Regions from separate parts of the Zea mays genome. Here region 1 is linked to region 2. Evidence: chromatin contacts called from public Hi-C data. All regions are on one chromosome and are shown on one strand. The core of a region is the stretch at or near the end of the contact, and the rest is flanking DNA. Distances in the headings are between cores, read along the strand shown. Region 1 holds the start of LOC103643556 (forkhead box protein L2). Region 2 holds the start of LOC100280736 (heat shock factor protein HSF30).

Region 1 (6,454 bases), core at 1,128-3,627, 280 kb after region 2:
TTTGGCCAACCTCTTTAGCCTCGGTGCAATTCACTCGACCCTCTTCCGTCTCGTCTGACCCCTAGGTGCAGGGGCGACGACAGGGAGGCAATGTCCCCCCTAATGCTCCCCTAATTCTATAAGAGATGTTAGTTTTTAAGCTAATTCTCATGTAAATGCTTCTAACAGCTCCCCTAATCTAATTTGGCCCCCCTAATTTTGGATCCTGGCTTCGCCCCTGCCTAGGTGCCCCTACTTTGTGCTAGGGCTAGAGGTGGATGTCACCCCGCAAGTTGACAACAGTATGCCCATGCTTGAGTGTTAGTTGGGCCTCGTTCAAGCCTTTTTGAGCAATTTTACTCATCGTGACCCATGGGCATTGGGCCTGGGGTTTTAACCTCGACAATATGGACGCTTGACTCCTTCCTCGAGTGTATGGGTTTTCAATGGGCTAGCTTGCGCAAATCAAGGTAGGCTCTGTACTCTCTCATTCTTTATATACTCCCTCCGTTCTAAAATATAATTTGTTTAAAATTAAATATACATTCATTAATGAACTTATGAATGTAGTTTGTATATATGTCTATATTCATCATCCTACGTATGAATGTTTTTAACCTCGACAACACGGAGGAAGTACTTTAGAATTTATTTGTACTGTATATATAAAAATAGCTAGCACCGCAACTTTACATAAATTCTGGTATTACAATTTTCTGTTGCTTCTGTTAATGACGGAGAAAAGGGTGACGACGCACAGTTGGTTGATCTTCTGTTTGGCAGCAAAATTCGTGGGGAAATGCAGGCTTGCCCTGCACCGGCCGCCGCACCTTCGGGGGACGTAGCGTGATCACACGACCTGAACCGTAGCAACGGAGACCAGCAGTAGCAGTAGCAGCTGCACAGGACTCGGCGTCGAAACAGAGCCTGGAAATGCACAGAAGTGGTGGCAGCAAAGAATCAGGCACTCTCGGGGTCATCGACAACGTACGTACGGACAGTACGTCTGTAGTTTGCGTGCACAACTGTCGGTGCAGTGAACGCCACAGCCAAGAAGGCCCGGCGTTATTTTATTTTTTTTAAATAAAGAGAAGTGGTGAAACTTCAGTTGCATTATTGCCTTTTGTGCCGGAGGGAGGAGGTGATGGCCCCGCCGGGCCATGGTCACCGGATGGAGCTGGAGCCGGAAGCGGCGCCGGCGCGGGCGGCGGGGGGCCGAGTCCCAGGTCGTAGCACTCGCTGCCGAGGAAACCTGTTAATATTTTTTGAGGCAAATCTTAAGCAATTTTTTATATTTAATAAAGGAAAGAAAAGTCAAGAGCTAAATAATTGGTACTTGTATACAAGTTACAATTAGTTTTATTGGAATGATCGTGGAATCTATTTCATAGTAAACATATTTTAAAATTTAGGGTTTGTTCATATTTTTTTATAAATCTAGTCAAGTTTGAATAGATAATGTTGTAGAGACATTTATTTTAGCAGCTAGCGGATGGAGTAGAAACGAAGAAGCTGTGTCATACAGTTGACGCAGGGGAGCGCGGTGAGGTTGAGCAGGTTGGCGTAGCCCGGCCGGCACTCGCAGCTGTAGCTGAACGGGGCGGCGCCCGCCTTGCACGCGCCGCCAGCTCCGCAGCTCACGACGGCGCAGACTGCCCGCGCCCGCGCACCCAACGAGATAGATCCAGCAACGCAATGTGAATAAGATGATGACCCATGCTCGATACGGGAAGTGGGGCGACTTAGCACGGCTTACCATCCGTGGGTGGCGCTGGCGTCTGGCTGAGGTTTAACTTCAAGCAGGCGCTGTCGAAGGAACCTGCATCGATCATAATAAGAACGAACACACATGCATGACGTGACCTAGCTACGTAATAAAGCAACCAGCATACTGTGTATACACATGTAGTGGCAGAGAGAAGAGAGGGAAGGAATCAACAGTTACAGTTGGGGACGATGCAGGGTGAGAAGGGAATGAGCTCCAAAACATGGGACCAGCCAGGGTCGCAGTTGCACTCGTAGCCGGGAGGAAGAAGGGCCGGAGCCGGCGTCTCGCTGCAGTTTCCCTTGCCGCAGTTGGCCGTGTCGCAGACCGAGGCGCCCCCTGCGTGGCGGGCGCCGCCGAGCAGAGCTAGGACTAGGAAGACTACGGGAAGCAGCAGCAGCAGCCGCGCGGCCGAGCATCTCGCTAGCTCACTCATCTTCTACCTTATGGTTCTCCCCCTTCTCCGGCCTACCGTGACGCACGCGCGCACGTCGCTGGGCTGTGGGCTCGTCCCAAGGAGGCGAGGACACGGCTGGGACATGTCAAATGTTCGCCGTCCATCGCTAGCCTCGGATGGAACGGAAGCGGCCGGACCGTTGCTAGGCGAGGTCTCGGAGCTGGCAAGGCGTATTTTCCCTTTGTTTCCTCCCCTCCGTCCATACACCGATCGAGCGGTGCGGTCCTAAGTTTTATCACCCCTGCTGACCTCGACCGTAGTTTGTTTGTTCGCAAGAACCCAAACTAATCGTAGTACGCGGCTAGCTGTTTATGAGCCGGTTTGGTTCAGCTTTTTTTACCAGCTTTTTTGAAAATCTAGCTGTAGAAAGAATCTGGCTGCGGAAAGAATCTAAGTATCATTACAATTACGTGTGAAGGAAGATAAAATGTTCATAGGGCTCAGGAACTAGAAAGTAACGGATTCCTACTATTACAACGACTCAACCGATTATGTGTTTATGTTGATTTTAGATGGTTTTTGCTCCAACGAAATTTATAGAAGCTGACTGAAAAACTGAGCGTTTAGCAGTCCGCAGCAGCTTTTGGTGGCCAGACGCTGCCAGAAACCGAAACAAACAGGCCTGGTTTTTGCTCCAACGAAATTTATAGAAGCTGACTGAAAAGCTGAGCGTTTGGCAGTCCGCAGCAGCTTTTGGTGGCCAGACGCTGCCAGAAACCGAAACAAACGGGCCCTATGACTTCTCATCATTTGGACGCACATATACAAGACATCTGTTAGTGTTTTTATATATAGCTTTGCACTAGAGGTAAATGGCAAAGGTCCGACGGCCTCCAAGGCAGCCGTCAGACATAGAGTTATACTGTAGTGTTGGCCCATATAAACATTTGATCAAATTTTAAGGAATCTTAACAGATAAGCTATGTAATATAGACTAATAATACGGTACAAAATGTTATCAGGGTATTGATATAGCTTATATGGTTAAATCTTATTTATCTATCTTAAGTTGTTGAGAAAAGAACGAAGACATGTCACACGCGTATGGTCCCTGAATCTTATACATCATTGCTAAGTTGCTATAGACTTCGACAAATTTTGCTACTTCCCTAAAACATAAAGACAAGAGTTTGGTATTATCGACCTTATTGAATTTTTAGATGTTTAAGAGAGGCAAGAGCTAAAGATGTCTGTGGCAAAAGTTATTGAGGAAAGTTCTTGTCGTACCAGAATTTTAGGGCAAATGCAGATATATCTCATATGTGTGACAGAATCAAGATTCATACATACGATGACTCAGTGTATAGAAACCAATATCACAACTTTATTACATAATAAAATGTTTTTTACGAATTATCTAAATAACAACTCAATAAAATAAACTAAATCAACATAGGTCTCTCCCCACTGACATAGTTGACTGCTAGGAGACGATAGGTTAGAGCTCTGCGAACTTGTTGTAATAGTCCTTCTCTGAACCTCTAGCCTGAGTGGTTGATAAAGCAAGAGTGAGTATATTTACGGTGGGTAGTCAACAAGCGTGTAAGAAAAAAGTATAATGTAAGGTTTATCAAGGAATAGTCTGAGGCTAAACATTAGCTTTTAATTAAGTTGGTCAAATTTTTATTAATAATTACTAAGTATAAGTATACACTAACCCAATAAGGGCTTGTTCGTTTTGCTCTCAATCCATGTGGATTGGGTGGGATTGAGTGGGTTCAAATTCTAAACAAGTCAAAATCTTTGTCAATCACATCCAATCCACATGAGATTGGAATAACCGAACAAGGCCTAAATGGTAATAACTAAAAGGTTACTCATAAACCAACCACATATATGTCAAGATAGAATTTACTTCCATATATTAATCATGTGAGAGGCCTAAGCCGCTCTTGACCATGAGCACAACTGATATATCAGTTTTACACTCTACGAAGGTCGCACTATTTACCATCAAGTCGTGTATCCCTTATAGCCTAGGTTAGCTAGAGTCATATACACTTCTAAGGTGAATGACAAGTGATACACTACGAGGCCTTTACAAAGATCCACTAGTATAGGAAACCCCACTACAGTTTCAAACTTAGGTGGAATAGGTCTTCCTGGGTTTGAAAAGCCATCACAGCATAATCAGACTGACACTATACATGAGCAACTCCTCCTCACTTACCCATTTTGGGTAAAATTCTCACACACTAGCTTCCCTAATTAATTAGCCAAGACCAGAGCTATAATAGTCCTATAGTTGCATCGTTTTCCTGGATTGGCACTCCATGTTCCAATTAAATAAAATGACCTTATCATGCATATTTAGTAAACCAATAACAAATCATGTTCAGTTTTTCATATATAACATTATCCCATAACCAAGTAGAGCAATAGTAAGTCTACCCAATAATAAGTAAAACCAGGTAATAACAAAGTATAGGATAAAACAAACTAGGTATAACCTATTAGGTTTCCATCAATTTAACCTAAATGTGCATGCATAAGTGGGAACATAATAGTAGTAAATATTACTAGATCAAAGAAATGTGATCAAGGACACTACTTGCCTTCTACTATGAGCTCCTACTTAGACTCTTCAACTTGCTGAGCATCAAATCCCTTGTATACTTGCTCAGCTATTTGTAGCGATACAAAAATTAAGTAGAAACAAAAATAACATTACAACAAACAGAGAAACAAACTGCATAAAATGATTCTACGCATCGAGACAATTTTGTAGGCTCGAGAACAACTAAAACTAGAGTTAAAATGTGAAAGATGTGAATTATACAATGTTATTTGTATATTAAAAATCATGTTCTAGGGGCTATTTTGCAAAGACTAGGGACCTCTACACAATTTACCTTGTAGATTGTGGCGTCTCTAAGTAAAATACCGTAGCTAGGACTATGGGTTCAGTTTTGGAAAAACTTAGGGTTTAATTTATAAACATTTAGACCCGTTTGTAATTACTTTTGAATAGCAACAAGATTGTAGGTTTATTTCCCAATACCCCATGGTCTCTTTAATAAAAAGTGTACGGCGACTTTAACGCGATGGAGCCCGAACCCTCGAATCTTCTATCTACAACTCACATTAAATAGCTGAAGGGGTATCCTATTGTCGGCGTTTCGACCCTGGGGGGTCCCTGGACCGACGAGTAAATTGTCGCTGCGTGTCCCAGCCCAGATGGGTCGGCGCGAGACGGAACACAAGGGGGAACAATAAGGGGAACCACGGCTCGTGTTGTCCTGCGCCCAGGGCGGATGCGCTTGCAGTAGGGGGTTACAAGCGTTCGCGAGGGAGAGAGAGAGCCTTGTTCGTCAGCCCGTCCTCCCGCGCGGCCACCCTCTCGTACGAGGGCCCTGGACCTTCCTTTTATAGACGTAAGGAGAGGGCCCAGGGTGTAGCAGCGTGCTAACGTGTCCGGCAGAGAGGAGCCAGAGTCCTATGTACATGCCGACGTGGCTGTCGGAGAGGTGTTGGTGTCCTGTTCATGTGATGTCGTGGCCGTCGGAGGAGCGCTTAAACCCTGTAGAAGCACAGCTGTCGGGGCTGTCGGGACCTTGCTGACGTCTCCTTGCTTCCGTAGGGGGCTGAGAACCGCCGTCGTCATGGAGCACGCGGGGTGTCATCATTACTTGTTTTACCGGGGCGAGCCAGATGGGACGCCGGTCTTGTTCCCCGTAGCCTCAGCTAGCTAGGGGTAGGGTAATGATGTACCCCCTGCGACGTGGTCGGTCCGAGCACAAGGTCGGGCGAGGCGGAGGCTCCTCTGAGGTCGAGGCTGAGTCCGAGCCCTGGGGTCGAGCGAGGCGGAGTCCGTCGTCCGAGGTCGAGGTTGAGTCCGAGCCCTAGGGTCGGCGAGGCGGAGTCCGTCGTCCGAGGTCGAGGTTGAGTCCGAGCCCTGGGGTCGGGCGGGGCGGAGCTTCCTATGGCGCCTGAGGCCGGACTTGGCGGCTGTCAGCCTCACCCTGGCGGGTGGCACAACGGTCGGAGCAGTGCAGGCGGCGCTGTTTTCTTGTCAGGTCGGTCAGTGGAGGGGCGAAGTGACGGCGGTCACTTCAGCCCTGTCGACTGAAGAGCGCGCGTCAGGATAAGGTGTCAGGCGATCCTTGTATTGAATGCTCCTGCGATCCGGTCGGCTCGCGAGGCGATCTTGGCCAAGGTTGCTTCTCCGCGAAGCCTGCCCGAGCTGGGCCTCGGGCGAGTCGAAGGTGCGCCCGTTGCTTGAGGAGGCCCTCGGGTGAGGCATGAATCTGCCT
Region 2 (6,059 bases), core at 3,043-5,542:
TTGAATATATTTACCACCTGTTCGGACCCGTTGTTGTTTTAGACCGTGTCCAGTAGTTTACACAAAACACTATTTGAAGTATACTGATATGTTTGCCACCTGTTCAGCCTGTGTCGATTAACTAATGCATATGAGCATATTATGATATGGTTTCGACAATGCAGTGATTTGCTTTTCGTATTGGTAACCGCCTGGTATCTAGTAAACTTCAGTCAGTTACTGGCGGATCACCTGTCCATGAGTCCAAATTTCAGCGCATTTGGCTTGTGTGGTGCTGTATATATTTGGTTCTGACAAACTATTTTTTTGTTTATTTTTTCTTCTTTTTATTTTTTTGGAGGGGGTGCGGGGGTGGCAGTGCACTAATGAAGTGGTGGACTGGTGGGAAGATAGTAGGTGAGACTTGTTAATATTTTTTGAGTTCTGATGCATGTCCTCCCATTTTCTCCGCCAGAGGTCTTCTTCACTGTCGTGCTCACATTGCCATTTGGAATCGCACACAGAAAAAAAGGATGTCATCCTGTTTAGCCTCGACACATGACTCCTTTACATTTGTTACCATACAAAACTAGTAGCGTGTATGTATTTCTGTATCTTTGCCCTTTCTCTTAATGAATTACATATCCCAACGCTGTCCACATCTCTGACATTGAACATGCTTTTTTTTATCGCTACCTCAACTAGTGGCCTGCGAGGGAATCCGGATGCACAGAGCTTTCAACATCACCGAACTACCTCGATCCACTACGGTGAGCTAACCATCGCTGCACACTAGCCAACTGTGACAGTGCACATGCAGAAGGCGTACTGTGGGCGCCCAACCTATGGCAAGAGCTTCAACAAAAGCATGTATCAACTACACTGCAAGCTGGGCCGTAGCCAAATGCCAAGACGCAGTCCACCAAATTATTAGGGATCTGTTCATAATTCAGCAATTTGATGTACAATGATGATGAAAATGGAGTACAACAAAAAAACGAGATGCTTGTCACAGTTCAACAACAAGCTGAGGGTGTTTTAAGGTTACACCAGTCATACATGGAGAACACTAGATCAGCCAGTCAATTCTACAACCCAACCCCAGAAGGCCAGAACCCTGATCGATACATAGCACCGTCAAAACCGCGCAATGACTTTGAACAAGATCTGATAACAGCTGTGTACGTATACGTTGGCCCCTAGGCATCTTTGCCAGTCACCGTCCACGAGATCATTTTGCCAGAAGACGCCGGAAGAGACATTTAGCCAACACCCCACACGTAACTCCCACCTGCATCCATCACAGAATCCGAATATCAGAACACATGGCAGAGCACATATGCGAACATAGGATAGTACTCCTTTGCAGAGCGCTGAATACTTACAGCAGAGTACAGCGCTAAGCCTTCAACGTCAAGGCAGTGACCTCTCCACAGCACGCCTTCAGTATGAACACCTCTCCACCACCAGTCAACTGGATAAGGAGCAATTTAGAATGTTTCAGAAGAAGAAGAAGAAAAGATGAGGGCAAATCTGAAGATGCAACTGCGCAAACATAATGGATATGGTTAGAAGGATGGGTCGTCAAACCTTGTCTGCCAGATCCATCATCATTCCTGGCTAATCCAGCAATATAAAAGAAATGGAATGAAAATGTTACCAGATTTTAACAGGTTTGTGTCATTGAATTGAATTTGAAAAGTACCGGTTTGATCAGGATGGTCTGCAACAGTAGGGTAGGGAAAGCACCAGTGATTGTGGGGGCAACCATTAGGAACTGGCTCTATTTTGGGCTAGAAGAACTCAGATACCCCAGTTGTTGAGCAAGGTCATTCACGTCTTCAGTTCTTCCCTCCAACTCTGGCTGTCCTGCCTTGTCTCCAAAATCTTCGACCAAAAGCTCTGCCCAGAAGTCGTCGTTCAGCTCTGACTGGTCACTAACTTGAGTCAAGTTCCCATCATCTATGCTTCCCTTCCCAAGCTCCTGAATGTTCACTGCTAAATTCTCCAGCTCAGGTTCATTGAGCCCATTGAGAACACCTGACTCGAACATTTTCAACTGTGAATCAAGCTGTTCGCTTTCCCCATCACTGTAGAATGGTGTGTTGTCAATGGGCCGCCTTCTTTTCTTTGAGATGGTATCCTCGAGCTCCTTCCTCTTGTCTTGCTGCTGGGCCAACTGCTGGAAGAACTCTGGGTTCCGCATTGCTCTTGCCAAGAACCCCATCATCTGTACCTGCTTCTGTTCAGCCACTCGTAGCCTTTCCTCCATGGCTCTCACATGATCTTTAGTACTTTGCTGCTCCTGCCTTAGTTTTACTACTTCTGTGATTAAAATGTTCTTGTCACGCTTCAGCCTATCAATCTCCTCCTCAAATCCAAACTCACCAACCTCCAGGCAAGAAGCAGGGGCACGTTGCTGTCGCAATGGTGCCACAGCTGATGGTGGCTTCCTTCTCTTTATCATCTTCAGCAGGTGCCTTTGACCTCTGAGGAAACCTTCATTTGCAAACTCCCACCTGTCAGGATCAACCTTTCTGAAGCCCTGCAGGTTGCAATAGACCAGAAATGGTCATCAGCAGGTCAGTCATAAGGCATTATGTTCGCTTGGATGAGGTTCTCTGTAAATTTCAGCTTTTGTATATTTATATCTGCAATAACAGGGATAATGATAGGCCAGCAATATACTATAGCATGTGAAGGTGGTCAGTAGAGTCTTCTAGAACAAAACAATCTGATTCTTGGTACTTCATCCAGTATCTTGTTCCATCTAGCTACAATAAAAAAGTTCAAGAAACCATGTCAGGATTATAAATTTGCTGGGAGAGTTAATCTCCCCTCTCTTTGCCTCACCTGAAGATGAGGTTCACCGGAGAATGTATCATAAACACTTTCAAGGATGTATTTGTTTACAATCAAATGCGCTAATGAGTGAAAACGATAGCACTGAATCCCTACTGCCATAAACCCACTACACGACCAGATATGCTCAAAACATAATGCAGTAGGTCTGGTCAGAATCACTTCAACCACTTCGAGTCTTGTTTTCCACAACCTCAAAGAGCACAAAATACAAAATCACTTAATTGCTTCAAAATCTTGTTTTCCGACGCTAAAATGTTTCCTAACACTACACCTATATAAGTGAAATCAGTAAATAGATTCCCAGGACTTTTTTTTGGGGGGGAGGGGGTTAATACCCCTTAGGCCTTATTTGGATACTCTAGTATTCACCGCAATCCACGTGTGTTGAGGTTTATTAGAGTATAAATTAAACTAATTTACACCCCAATATATCTCAACACATGTGAATTAGGGGGAATACTAGAGTATCCAAACAAGGCAAAGGGCTGATTTGGTGACAAAGTAAAGCAAGGGATTTTCTTCCTATAGATCCCCTTCAATTCCTTTGTCACCAAACCAGCCCTATGTCTCTTCATATCTTAGCCAGGCATCCTCGATCTCATTGGGGAACCAGCTGCCTAAAATCAACAATAAAAAATGCACCAAATCACAACAATGCCTCACAACAGTGTTACATCACCTAAAACTTTAGTGAAGAACAAGTGCACAACAGATTTTCCTGTCCTAACATTGCAAACTAGTTTAATATACAAGTAATATTGCAGAGGATTCGGATGCTCTCCGCCGAATAAAGCAGCTTGCAATTGCAACCAAACGCAAATTACCATTAGCAAGCCCTGACCAAGAGAAGGATTATTTCAAAGGAAAGGAAGAAGGGGGGTTTGGGTTTTGCCGACTCACATAGGTGTTGAGCTGGCGCACGAAGCTGGAGAAGTTACTGTGCTTGAAGAGGCGCGGGAGCAGCCCGTCGGCGAAGACGTGCGGGTCCCAGACGATGAAGCTGTTGCCGGCGCGGCTCCAGGAGAGGACGGCGTCGGTGGCCGGGTCCTCCACAAGGTCGAACGTCTTGGTGAGGAAAGGCGGGGGACCCACCTCGTGCAGCCCCTCCATCGGGCGCGGCGCATCCCCGCCGCCACCCACACCGTCCTGCGTCGGCGGCTGCTGCTCCAGGAGCTCCTCCTTGATAATGCCCGGCGCCACCGGCTTGTCCATGGCCTCCGCCCAGGCCCAAGAACCCCGGCTCGCGGGAGCCAAGCGCCCAGATTGTGGCACGGAACACGGGGCAAGGACTCGATTCGAGCGATTAGGAGCAGGAATCGACCGGACGAGGAGCGAATCGGGTATTCGGGTCAGCGCTTAGGATATTTCTGTCGGGTGGGTAGGAGTTGTTGCAGGAAAGAGGATGGGGGAGATGAGAGATATTCGCCCGCTGTGAAATGGGGAAAAATGGTCGGTGAAATCGGGAGAAGGGCGGGCGGTGGCCGGTGGCCGGACCCCTAAATACCCCCACCGCCGTACCGGCGCGTCGAGACACGTCGCGAGGCTTGTGGAAGGTTCTAGACCACGCGGCGAGCACTCTGCCGTTGGAAGGTTCTGGAGAGGAGAGACAAGACCGGGCGGGCGAGAAGAGCACGATCACGATTCACGGCGGTGCAAGTGGCCGCGTGGTGGACTACTAGGCGAGAGCGGAGGCCCACGACGCATCGGCCCTGCCCATTGTCAGGAAAGTTTATTCTATTTTAATAACAGCACATTCGGGTACCAAATCGGCAAAGATTCCTTCAGGAGGCAGTACACTAGATATTTTTCTTTGTGATCGTGGCGACGCGTGTCGTCCTTTCTTTACGCGTTCACGGTGGATTCAGTAGCCAAGTGTGAATCATTGTAGCAAAGATCGTTTTGCCGGCAGTTAAAGCTTTGTATAGTTACATAGAAGTTTTCTTTTTTGGCGCAAACAGGGGCCGGAGTATCACATAAAAGGTAGGCTTATGTCCATCAAATTGTTGCGATTTTTATTTCTTTTCTTTGTTTTCGTATTTATTTGGTAGGCAAACGAACACTTCCTTCAGCTTATTGTTAGATAAAATGACGCAAATAAACTATGTTCTCTGTATTTCCTTCTGATGATCAGTGCATATATTTATACATCTCCAGCTTCGCTAAGCAAATATTTTATCAGGGTCATCAGTATTATCTTTTGGATCTTCACTATAAAATTCTTGTTATTAGAGCAACTTCAGTAGTTTTCTTATAGACTTCTTAAATCAACAATTTAAGTAGTTAACACAAAAACTCATCTCCAACAGTTCTCTAAATAAACTTTCTAAATTTAACAACTTCTCATCTAACCTTATTTACTCTCTACATTTGGCAACCATTTAGCAACTCTCTAAACAAAAATGTTTACTGCATTATGTAGATAATGAAGATAATTGATGACATTTGTGACTTTATTTTTTATGTGGATAGATACAAAACAAAACTACAACCTATATTTAGAGAACTATTGGAGAACTCGCATTTTTTACTCCCAAAGTTATTTAGCAACTTCTTAAATCTATGATTTAGAGAGCTAAAATTTACATAACTATTGGAGTTGCTCTTAACACCGTTTTTTCTATTAGATATTTAGAAATTACCAGGGTCAGCTGACCCCAAAATAAGGTCGGGCTTCGCCCTGCCAGCAGAAGCAAAGAAGTCTGTTCGGAGGTGTAAGAAAAATGGACCTCGGTATATATGACTAAATGATTTTAGGGTTTGATAATCAACATAACCTCTAAACTAATGTGTATGCTAGTGTTAATATTTGTAGTTCACGTGATGTGAAGTAGTTTTGGACTAAGGTATTATAGAATCCTAAATTTCACCACTAAATAAAATTTATTTACCGCCATTAGTATAAAATAATAACACTATTTTACATAGGCGGTATTACCTACTAAATAATAATTAAACAAGTTAAGTTTCTTCCGTCGTGACAATCTTATTACTCATTATTTTGCCCATAAATTTATCTCATAAATGGCAGCCTCATATACCCTCATAGTAAAGCTAGTTTATTGTTTCTCTGACGCTTAGCATCAAGACCATATGAACCATTTGTACTACTCCACCAGTAGCCAGTGCGGACCTAGGATTTTTATATAGAGTGTGCCGCAACAAAATTTTCATGTAGAATTCTATCTAATGTACATATAATTTCATAGTAAATTTGG

Evidence for each region. Hi-C and Micro-C count contacts between places; a contact is called where the count stands out from the background.
Region 1: a contact with region 2 is called in a Hi-C map of tassel, with 2.4 times the contacts expected there. The contact joins the promoter of LOC103643556 here to the promoter of LOC100280736 in region 2. A contact is called at or near these places in 2 of 25 Hi-C or Micro-C datasets (ear and tassel).

Annotation. Positions count from the first base shown.
Region 1 is chr1:245,532,321-245,538,774 of Zm-B73-REFERENCE-NAM-5.0, forward strand. LOC103643556 (forkhead box protein L2) reads right to left here and starts at 2,378. Exons shown (of 5, transcript XM_008666725.3): 1 at 1,925-2,378; 2 at 1,736-1,798; 3 at 1,503-1,631; 4 at 1,100-1,231; 5 at 830-906. The coding sequence starts at 2,180. The coding sequence ends at 830.
Region 2 is chr1:245,253,677-245,259,735 of Zm-B73-REFERENCE-NAM-5.0, forward strand. It overlaps LOC100280736 (heat shock factor protein HSF30), which reads right to left and starts at 4,293. Exons shown (of 5, transcript NM_001153656.2): 1 at 3,745-4,293; 2 at 1,685-2,524; 3 at 1,570-1,599; 4 at 1,365-1,453; 5 at 909-1,270. The coding sequence starts at 4,056. The coding sequence ends at 1,763.